Linked DNA regions of Zea mays: all the other regions are linked to region 1. Evidence: chromatin contacts called from public Hi-C data. All regions are on one chromosome and are shown on one strand. The core of a region is the stretch at or near the end of the contact, and the rest is flanking DNA. Distances in the headings are between cores, read along the strand shown.

Region 1 (3,737 bases), core at 926-3,425:
TTTGCCTAAATTATAATTATTAGAATAGAATTCAATTCTAACAAAACAAACGGGGCATTAGTATTCTCAAAAGCTTTTCGCCCCTTTCTCTCTCTTTACTTTTTTATGATATTTCTTGTTGGGTTTTAACTCTAGCCTACTCTAAGAGACTAAAATGCTATGTTGACCTTGATCAGTAGCCCATCTTCCTGACGCCGGCGGCACGGCGGAAGATGAGCACAAGGAGGCAAAGCAGCCTGACAATGCGCGCTCAGAACATTCCCCGTATCAGATCTATTTCTCCAGAGCCATGTTATAATGGTGTGCGCTCACAGCTCTGCAGGACCTAGAAGCCTGACGCGCGGGAACGGTGAAGAAAACAGCGATTGGGAGGAGAAACCATGGCGGAAGTTTGGGCACTGTAGAGAAGTTTTTTTTTTGACGTGTGGAAAGACATGGTCTAGTGTCAGTTGTTTTTTTAAATTTTCCCCCTAAATTAAATATTTGCAAAATTAGATTACTAGTTCATTTTGATGCCATGGAGTGGTATGGAAATGCACTAGTTTACTAGTTTTTAACTTTTCAAAATTGGAGTGGCATATATTTCTAATTGATGGGACTAGTATTGGAATCTGGTCTGCCTTCTCGCCCGGTCGGCCCAGTAAGCCGCACGGCAGACAGCGGGCCAGCCGGCCCGACGCACTGCACTGCACTGCTCTGCCTCATCGAGAGCGCATCCGCAACCCCCAACAGTGAAAACCTGCAGAGCCTCAGGACGCACTCCACGCTTGTTGCCGGTGCAAAACAGCCTAGTGAATGCTGCATGCAACCTTCAGAAGAGGTACTCGTGGCGGTTGCCGCACGGCGTCTGGAACGGCAGGCACGTCACCTGCCCGTTGTTCCTGCCCACGCCGCAGCACCCCGCGTTGGTCACCTTCAGCCCTGAACAATCCATGCATCAGTATAATTATTAACCGACAGACGACTGCTGTGCCATCTTCTCTTCTAATTAACCCACCATGGGCTCCGGGTGACTTGATGATGTCCTCGAAGATGCCGTAGACGTTGACGTACGTGAAGTGCGCGCCGGGGAGGATCCTGTTGAAGCTGTCCACCAGGCCGACGAGCCTGCGGTTGAACATCCGGACGGCGCCGTTGATCTGCTCCAGCTCCACGCAGGCGACGCCGTCGGAGCTGCGCTGCGCCAGCTCGTTGGGGCTGCACCCGACCTGCCCCACGCCGACGAGCGCCACCTTGCGGGCGCCGTACCGGTACATCGCCCGCAGCGCGCCCGCGTACTGCTCGGCCAGCGCGTCCGCGTACCGCTCCGGCGTGTACCGGCTGCCCGTGCTGTACAGGGCCGGCATGAAGTAGTTGTTCAGGTAGTCGTTGCTGCCCATGCCCACCGTGAAGACGCACCGCCCCAGGTGCGCCGCCGCCGCGGCCTCGTCGTCGCCCAGGATGCTCACCACCTCCTGCACCGCCGCCTGGTAGTTCTGCACCTGCCCGCTGAAGCTGATCCGGGCGCCCTGTGTGCGTCGGTTTTCGTTCAGTCAGTCAGTCAGTTACCTACTCAGTTCGTATATGCATGCATGCATGCGTCTACACTACCTACCAGCTGCTGGCCCGTCTCCTCCCGGATCCCCGCGGCGGCGGAGGCGAAGTTGGCGCCGCGGAGGAGCTGCTGGCCGCTTGCTTCGGAGAACGGGGGCACCAAGTCGTCGAAGCCCAGGAGCTTAGCTGCACGCCACGGACACGAAGCAAACAATGCCACACTAGTGAACTGGACGTACTACGATGGCGTGAAAACTACTTGTAGCTATAGCTAGTATCCGTGCAGCAGGTTCGCTCGTCTTGGCCCTGGTCTTGTTGACCCGGCCGGCAGCCGGCAGCGGCAGCTTACCGATGACATCGACGGTGGTGAGGCCGTTGCTGAAGCGGCCGGTGGGCCCGCCGGCGAAGTCGATCCCGTAGGGCGGGTAGTTAGCCCGCGCCATCGACACGATGAAGTTGTTGTTGCCGTTGTCCACGAGCGAGTCCCCGAAGATGAAGTAGCAGGGCACCTGCGGCGCCGCCGCCGTCATCGCCGCCGCGCTGAGCACGGCCAAGGCCAAGGCCGCGGCAGTCACGACGGCCGTTCGATACATTTGGCTTTGCGATGAGATGATGAGAGCGGACGATGATTGATCGACTTGGGCGCATCACAGCAGGCTGCGCGCGCGGGGGTGACGCTGGTCTTATATCATCATCCGGAGTTCCGGACGACCGTGCCGTGCAGCCTGCTGCATGCATGGCATCAGTTACAAATATTGTTTTTTTTTTATCAATTAATTAATGACAACATATCTAGCGTAAAACGATTAGAGTATACTAGCACCAAATTTTTTTTAATCAGATTCGTCATCTGTAGCTGACTGGTGTAATCTCATCGTCTAGAGATGACACGCCTGATTCTGCGAAAAGTAGTTATTTAGAAGATAGTCTGAGAAAGGGGTTAGATTGCACTTCAACAGCCCACAATCTTTTATTTATTTCTACCTTTCAAAAAGAATTGTTTTCCCAGCGTCTGTGGATTTAATTGAACAGGGTGGAGACTAGTTGCAAGTCGTCCGGGCAGTGGGCCCGCATTCATTTCCGTGCGGCTAGGCCTGGGGTAGGGGGCGAAGCAGCGCGCACGGGCAACTGGAGCATTGGGCCGGCCTGGTCCAGCTTTTAGAAAGCGTATGTACACGGAAACAGGAGCTGGCTGGCTGTTGCTGAATTCTCACACTTGAATCATAGGCAGCGCCAGATCGACCCCACTTGACAAAAAAAAAATAACGAAGAAGTGAGCTGTTGTGCAAGTAGTGTGGTTATTATCGATACCGCACCGTAAACCCTACTGGCAAATTATGTCACGGTGTGGTGAGGGTGTGAGATGTATCAGTGATCGGAGATAGGACAGAGGGAAGTCTCCGAGTGGTTACGACTTTTGGAGCACGGCCCAGGTAGTACATTGCAGCAGTGTACTAGTGTAGTAGGTGTGCTGTGTGCAGGTGCGGCCCTTCTTTTCTTCCCCCGTCGAACTGAACTTCCGGCACTTTTACCACAGTCCACAGTAACGCAGGACCTGAGTGTTCTTGAAACCTGAAAGACTGCTGCTGGTGCTGGATCCAGGTTTCACTTTAACCACCGTCATTAACTCGCCGACATTTCGCCCGTGTGTGTGTGTGTGTGTGTGATCTACTAGCACCGAGGATCCGTCGCCTAGGCACAGTTTGAACGCGGGGCTTGGAAGGTTTTGGAAAAAAGGAGGCGTCGAAGCGTAGTGCCGGTAGGTACATACAGTACCGTCTTGCCACCCTGCCATGTTGCCCACTTGGCCTTGCCGAGAACCCGCGTACGCGTGGACAGTACACGACGCTGGATTCTCCCAGTCCCAGACACTCGCTCCACACCCTAGCCCGGAGTAGGCCGTAGCATAGCACCCCCTCGTCAGGCTCTGAGTCACAGCAGCGGGGATTCATCAATGCGCCGCCGTGGTAGGGATTTCTGCCTTTTGTTTCCACTGCACTGCACCGGAGTGATAAGGCCGGGAGGAGTACTGCTACCTTGACAGGGCTGAGTGTCCGAGCAACCGACGGCAACCGCAACTAGTCGATCGATCCGGGTCGGTTGACAGCCAATACGCCGTGTGGTGTGGGGTGTGGCTTCCCAACTCAGTACTCACGCTGTCACGCACACAGTACTGGTGGGTCCTGCGCTTGTGCTGCCAGAGT
Region 2 (3,737 bases), core at 436-2,935, 290 kb before region 1:
TACGCGGGGACCGGCTGTTTCGCTGTGCAAGCAAAAGCAACGGGATATATGATATCTGTGTGCGCTGACATCAGGTGCAAAGCAAACCCCCATGGATTAATTCCATACGGTTCTAGTTATTGAGCCTGATGCTGATTGGCAGTGAAGCTTTGCTTTTTCGATCATCTCGCTAATGATGGCATCGGTATCATCGTGGCTTATACTATTGTGTTGGTTACCGCGTGATTTTCCTCAGGTGGTTGATCTGCGCCGCGTTGCTTTTTGCTCGCTTTCCTGTTAAACAATTCGTCCCCCACGGCCCACGCCCACCACCACCACACACACACACACTCCCATAAACACATTCTCCAACCAAATTGATTCTTATCTGACGCGTGATGGGTGCATGCAACATTGCGCTGATTTTTTTTTTTAAAAAAATAAAGAAATCGGATCAGCAGTTCATCGCGATTCACGAGAAGTCATGGACGCAAGCGAAATCGAGAGCGAGAGTGGGATGGAACGCACGCATCGAAGGAGTTTTGTTGCCGAGAACGAACTCTGCTTGAGACATGCATCCCCAATCATGCATCTGTACAACCAAGAAGCAACGCAACGGCACGGCACGGCACGGTGATGAAGCCATCATCCTCGACACCGGCGTCGCAACCACCGCCTCAAGAATCAAGACCAACAGCTACAGCTCAACTAACAAAAAAAAAAGATAAGCAAATTAAAGATCTACTATCTAATATAGCTAAAAGCTAGCTCTCTCCGGCGGACTGGTCGACCGGGCGCCGGCTCGATAGCGGCGCGACCCGCGACGGCGCGGGACAACCGGCGGCGGCTACGTCGCAGGGGTGGCAGCGGCCGTCGTCGAAGTTCTTGGCGTAGCTGTCTGCGTCGTACTTGAAGGTGGCCGCGGCGGGCGGCGCCCTGCTGCAGACGGTGCTGCAGATGCTCTTGCTCTCCCGCACCAGCCGCCGGAGCAGCCGCCTCCACGCGCGCCGCGCGCCGCGGCCGCCGGCGTCGTCCCCGCTTCCGCGGGCGAGCAGCTGGTAGCGGGCGGGGCTCCGGCGCACGCCCGCCGGCAGCGGCCACGCCGGGGAGGCCGCCATGCAGCCTGAGAAGTAGGACGACGACTGGGTCGTCGGCGTCGACGGCTCGCTGTCCTCGATGTCGAGCGGCATGGCTTGACAGGAGGGCACACAGGCACAGCGAGACAGGCGGCGGCTAAATATCCTACGCTGTGTCGTGTGTATTGGTGGCGGTCTCTTGATCTGATGGCTTCTCTCCCTCTTCGTTTTTTTCTTTTTATAAGTATAGGGAGGGGACGGTTACATGTAGATACCGAGCTAGATATCAGATAGATTATGACGGTAAAAGTCGGAAACCTATTTACGATAGATTATAGATGTGTTTCTGTTATCCGCTAGAATCTATCTGTATATATTCTTGATCGGATCTAATGTTACTCCCTCTGATCGATCACAAGTATAAACCCAATCTAGTTTGGTCGTTAGCGTATCCTCAGCGTTGCCTCGCTATCTCTCTGTATTTTTTTTTCCTGAACAGGAAGCAACCCCGGCCGTTTCTATTGAACCAAAACCAACGAAAATAAAGAGTTCGTAACCAACAAAAAAATAATATAAGCTACCAGCGTTTCGTCCTAGAGACAGCTAAAGACTACAGTTCCGACTCTTCATGTGGCTGCAACCCAAAACAAAGAGACTCTCCAACTACAAATGGTAATGTGTTTAGGACTTCTCTGCTCTACTATTTTTAGACTTGTCCTACCAACTTCACCGTAAAGTAGCTCTCCCATGAAATTTGTAGAGTTTTTAAACTGTTTAGCTTACATAATAACTCAACTTTAAAAATATCAGATACTTGTACCCTTCAAATTTGACCTCCACTCATATCAAATGTTCGCTGCATAGGAAGGATCACACAGTCACCGTGCTGCGAGAAGAAGGCGCACACAAACAAGACGCGTGGACCCAGCACGAAGAGGAGCGCCTGCACCAACCGTGGGAGAGGCCAAGAGGAGTAGGAGATTGCGGCGGCCAGGAGAGCGTCGGGGAAGAAGGCCTATGCAGGCAACGATATAGGCGACAGAAAAAAAGAATACAGAAAACGGTTTCGTTATTTCTCCATAACAAATAACATTGGTGGATAATTAACCCTGAATTCCACGTTTACATCTAAAAATATATTTTGTGGAGTAGCTATTTGGCTGCTCCACCAAAGCGGTGGAGTTGACCCCAATTCCACATTTTTTGGAGAGCAGAGTTGCTGAAGTTGAGACTGTTTGGCAAACAACACGTGAAGTAGAGTAGTTTCAAACACGTGGAGAGGAGTAGTTTTAAACACCCTCTTACATGTATCTGAGATGAACTCTCGACAGACCAACAGCTTCTGGCCACTCCAAACAGGAGTCAAACAAAATAACAAACACAGTCATAAGACCAATACCGCTTTCCCTCTCGCACTGTTTTTCGATCCGCCATTTCATCTTCCTGGTGATCTTCACCCTTCAGTTGATTGCCACACTAATCTAATTGTCTAAGACTCTTAAGCACGATTTAAAACTAATATGTCTGTCTCAGCGGTTAGCAAGACCACAAATATGCTCAAAATCTCAACAATGAGGGCACCAAGTTTGATTTAAGGAAGACATAATTCTTCACAAGTAGCAAGAGAAAGTATATTTTCGAGATGAATGGCTTTAATTATGGTGAACTTAGTCTTCTTGCTCGCTAATGTTCCAAGTTCGAGAATAACAAGATCAAGGACAATAAAATGACTCACGTGATAATAATAATAATAATAACAACAAGAATGACATGCCATATAAGGGCTAGTTTAGGAACCCCAATTTCTCAAGGGATTTCTATTTTCCCAAGGAAAATTAGTTCATTTTCCCATAGGAAAATAGAAATCCCTTGAGAAATTGAGGTTCCCAAACTAGCACTAAAAGAAGAAAGATTGCAAGAAAAAATAGTTCTACAAGAGTTTTCAAAACAAGGAAGAAGTAATATTTTGAAGAGGGGAGATAGGAATAAAATAAGATTTTTATAAAAAGGTTTCTAAAACAAAACGAAAAACATAGGTAGTACGATAAGGCTAGGGCAAGTAGATTATGTATATCGCCATGCAAAATATTGTTGAGCACTTGTTTTGTATGGTAGACTGCACTATTTAAAGAGTGAGATTTGAAACGAGAGATAGGGATGAGTAAGGTTCTATAGATAGGCAAATAGACAATGTCCCATGCCACAGTGGTCGCTGCGCGCCAAATGCCTGGCATTGAAAATGCTCGCTACACAAATTTGAATTACGTTGTCGCGGTTTTGTTGTGGCACACATTATTACGTTAATTAGGGATGAAATATATACTTATCCGAATATCAATATTTTATTATCTTTTTCTTTGATTGTAAATAAATACGATATAAAATCTGCTATGAAAATTCGTATTCTTGTTTTTAGCATCGAGCTTGTAAAGATTTATAAAAGATAGGTTTTAAATTTATCATATATTTTCTCAAATGATGATAGATATAAAATTTGGATACAAATTTGATATTTTTTCGTTTTTTTTTTGTAGGGAGCAACAAATAATATATAAAACAATTTATACAAAATCTTGTTCTTATTTGTAATAATGTTTTTGGTAATATAAAAAAAATATCAGCATCAGGTTTTATACATGTCTATTTTAAAATATTAATTTTATCCTAACTATTTGGATATTC
Region 3 (3,737 bases), core at 555-3,054, 270 kb before region 1:
TTGGACTAACTAGTTTGCCCAAGTGTATAGATTATACAGGTGTAAAAGGTTCACACTCAGCCAATAAAAAGGCCAAGTTTTGGATTCAACAAAGGAGCAAAGTGGCAACCGGAGGCCCTCTGGTCTGGGAGCACCGGACTGTCCGGTGTACACCGGACAGTGTCCGGTGCACCACCGGACAGTGTCCGGTGCACCAGAGGACTCCACCCCAAACTCGCCACCTTCGGGAATTTCCAGAGGCACTCGCGCTATAATTCACCGGACTGTCCGGTGTACACCGGACAGTGTCCGGTGCGCCAAGGGAGGTCGGCCTCAGGAACTCGCCAGCTTCGGGAGACTCCAACGGCTAGTCCGCTAAAATTCACCGGACTGTCCGATGTGCACCGGACTGTCCGGTGCGACTCCGGAGCAACGGCTATCTCCGCGCCAACGGATACCTGCTGCGCATTTAATGCGCGCTCTGCGCGCGCAGATGGCAGGCGCGCCCATTCCGGCACACCGGACAAGGAACAATAGCTGTCCGGTGTGCACCGGACACCCAGGCGGGCCCACAAGTCAGAAGCTCCAACGATCAGAATCCAACGGCAGTGATGACGTGGCAGGGGGCACCGGACTGTCCGGTGTACACCGGACTGTCCGGTGTGCCATCGAACAGACAGCCTCCCAACGGCCACATTTGGTGGTTGGGGCTATAAATACCCCAACCACCCCATCATTCATTGCATCCAAGTTTTCCACTTCCCAACTACTACAAGAGCTCTAGCATTCAATTCTAGACACACCAAAGAGATCAAATCCTCTCCAAACTCCACACAACGCCATAGTAATTAGAGAGAGTGATTTGCTTGTGTTCTTTCGAGCTCTTGCGCTTGGATTGCTTTCTTCTTTCTTGATCCTTTCTTTGCAATCAAACTCACTTGTAATTGAGGCAAGAGACACCAAGCTTGTGGTGGTCCTTGCGGGAACTTTGTGTTCCAAGTGATTGAGAAAAGAAAGCTCACTCGATCCGCGGATCGTTTGAGAGAGGGAAGGGTTGAAAGAGATCCGGCCTTTGTGGCCTCCTCAACGGGGAGTAGGTTTGCAAGAACCGAACCTCGGTAAAACAAATCTCCGTGTCTCACTTGCTTATTTGCTTGGGATTTGTTTTGAGCCCTCTCTTGCGGACTCGTTTCTTTAATACTAACGCTAACCCGGCTTGTAGTTGTGTTTATATTTGTAAATTTCAGTTTCGCCCTATTCACCCCCCCTCTAGGCGACTTTCACATAATGTTTTTTCTATTGTGGCTCGTGAGCTAAACCAGTTAGCTCGAGCTCGTAAACATGCCGAACTAGGCTGACTCTATAATTCGTTAGCTTAACGAGCTAAACTGACTCTATGACTCGTTAGATTAACGAGCCGAATCGAACCGAGCCAACTCTTTAGTTTAAGGCCCTGTTTGGCATAGCTTATTTTCAGCTTCTTCACAAATTTAAGCAGAAGTTCTGACAAACAGACAGCTTTTGCAGCAGCTTATTAATTCAGCTGCTTTTTAAAATAAACTAAAAACAGACAACAAGCAGAAGCTGTTTTTTACTAGCTTATCAGATAAGTTGTTTCTTTAATAAGCAGCAGCTGTGTCAAACAGCTCTGGGAAACCAGCTCGAATTCTGCCGATCCGAGCCTGTCTCGATATGCAGCCCTTACCTACAACGGATGCGAGTTGCTCATCTGTGGGCCGCGGTGTGGCCGCCACCTCATCACAGGCGCCCACCACTACCAGGCCACCCCAAAACGCAACGCATCGCGACGGCTCCCCAACCCCAACAAGTCTCTTGGCCAGGTCTCCCTCTCCCCGGCTCTCCGCCTTCCTCTTCCAGTCCCCGCGCGCGAGATCGCCGCCCCGTGTGGGCCCTAGATCCCGATGGCCTCGCGCCGCCGCACCCTGCTCAAGGTCATCATCCTCGGCGATAGTGGGTGCGCGCTTCAGATCCCCTCCTCCCTGGCCCCACTCCCGCTCCCCCCTTGCGAACGCTTTGCCTTTTTGTCTCTCGCTGATCTCTGTTTCCTGTGATCTAGGGTTGGGAAGACTTCCTTGATGAACCAGTATCCTGCGATTCGGATCGATTCTTGACAAGCTGACTTGATTTCGTTTCGTCGATTTTTTTATTTCTTCTGGTTGGTTGGCTTGTTTTCTTTGAGCTGTGATGTAATTCAGATATGTGAACAAGAAGTTCAGCAATCAGTACAAGGCTACGATCGGCGCGGATTTCCTCACCAAGGAGGTGCAGTTCGAGGACAGGCTCTTCACTCTGCAAGTAAGATTGGTTCCCCTATCCATATGCTGTGCCGTGCTCCGCGAGTAGTTCGGTTTCTTTACGTCAACTTAGTACTTTATTAATTAGTTTGCGAATTTATCAGCCATGATGCTTAAAAAGTATAAGAGAGGATGTTTGCCGTTAAACACTCGAATGCTTGCTTGTTAGGCCATAGCATCATGTTTGTTGCGGCCGACACAGTCTACCCAATATGCTGTTTTATTTAGGCAGTTCGCTTGCACTTGAAATATCGAGCTCCGGCACTAGCTCTTGTTGACAAAATGTCAGTTCATCAATTTTATTGCTTCATTAATTTACTGCATTAGCAAAACAATGCAGCGAAGTATTTCTGCTATAAAACGCTCCTCCTAAATTGTAAAAAGTGTACTCTTCACAACTTGTGGGCATGTACATTATTTTCATTAATAGTGAATCAGATGTTGGCATCGCGCTGCTGATTGTCATGATGTTGTTTAGATTAGCATAGGGCATTTGGGACAAGTGTGTCATTAACCCTTTTTTGTACTTGACCGAAATCTTGATCTTTGCTTAATTAACAGATGACTGTTCAGATAATTTCAAACCTTCTAGATATCTGTTATTTTTTTATGCTTCTTCATCTTGGTCGTCTCTATTGCGTACATAATAAATGTAGATTCAGAATAATATGATGTGAAGAGAAATGTCAAAGGTATTGTCCGCTGGTTTAGGGTATTTAACAACATATCTTTGTAGATATGGGACACTGCTGGCCAGGAAAGGTTTCAGAGTCTCGGCGTTGCATTCTACCGGGGAGCAGATTGTTGTGTCCTAGTCTATGATGTTAATTCTATGAAATCATTTGACAACCTGAATAACTGGCGAGAAGAGTTTCTAATTCAGGTGAAATATCTCCAATGGTTTATTAGTTCAGTCTCACAGCAATCCTGTCTTTTTATCTAACTTTGGATGTTTCCCTCTGCAGGCTAGCCCATCAGATCCTGATAATTTCCCTTTTGTTCTGTTGGGTAACAAAGTTGATGTAGATGGTGGCAACAGCCGCGTGGTAAACACCACTGCACGATTTGCTCTCAGAATAAATTCTCCGCTTGAACTAGATTGTGCTGGTTAGAAATGTGAACCACTTTCATTTTAGGTATCTGAGAAAAAGGCAAAGGCATGGTGTGCTTCCAAAGGGAACATCCCGTACTTTGAGACGTCTGCTAAGGACGGAACGAACGTGGAAGACGCCTTCCAGTGTATCGTGAAGAATGCTCTGAAGAATGAGCCAGAGGAAGAACTGTAAGCACACTGATTCTCCTTCCTCTTCATTTTTGATTGACACTTGACAGTACTGGTTTTATGCGACATTAATCATCGCAAGTACTAGAAAATGGAGAACCGCAGCAAGACTAATTACGTTCGAAACATCAAGTGATGCTCATGTTGGGTCTTTTGCTCCA

The links. Hi-C and Micro-C count contacts between places; a contact is called where the count stands out from the background.
Region 2: a contact with region 1 is called in a Hi-C map of tassel, with 3 times the contacts expected there. The contact joins the promoter of LOC103630608 here to the promoter of LOC103630621 in region 1. A contact is called at or near these places in 5 of 25 Hi-C or Micro-C datasets (ear, leaf, leaf mesophyll and 1 more).
Region 3: a contact with region 1 is called in a Hi-C map of tassel, with 2.4 times the contacts expected there. The contact joins the promoter of LOC100383121 here to the promoter of LOC103630621 in region 1.

What each region holds. Positions count from the first base shown.
Region 1 is chr6:170,686,281-170,690,017 of Zm-B73-REFERENCE-NAM-5.0, forward strand. LOC103630621 (GDSL esterase/lipase At4g18970) reads right to left here and starts at 2,176. Exons shown (of 4, transcript XM_008651668.4): 1 at 1,883-2,176; 2 at 1,595-1,719; 3 at 998-1,508; 4 at 1-921. The coding sequence starts at 2,126. The coding sequence ends at 812.
Region 2 is chr6:170,395,574-170,399,310 of Zm-B73-REFERENCE-NAM-5.0, forward strand. LOC103630608 reads right to left here and starts at 1,686. Exons shown (of 1, transcript XM_008651655.4): 1 at 493-1,686. The coding sequence starts at 1,169. The coding sequence ends at 744.
Region 3 is chr6:170,417,748-170,421,484 of Zm-B73-REFERENCE-NAM-5.0, forward strand. It overlaps LOC100383121, which reads left to right and starts at 1,805. Exons shown (of 7, transcript NM_001175787.1): 1 at 1,805-1,954; 2 at 2,057-2,083; 3 at 2,196-2,295; 4 at 3,031-3,177; 5 at 3,260-3,340; 6 at 3,431-3,576. The coding sequence starts at 1,902.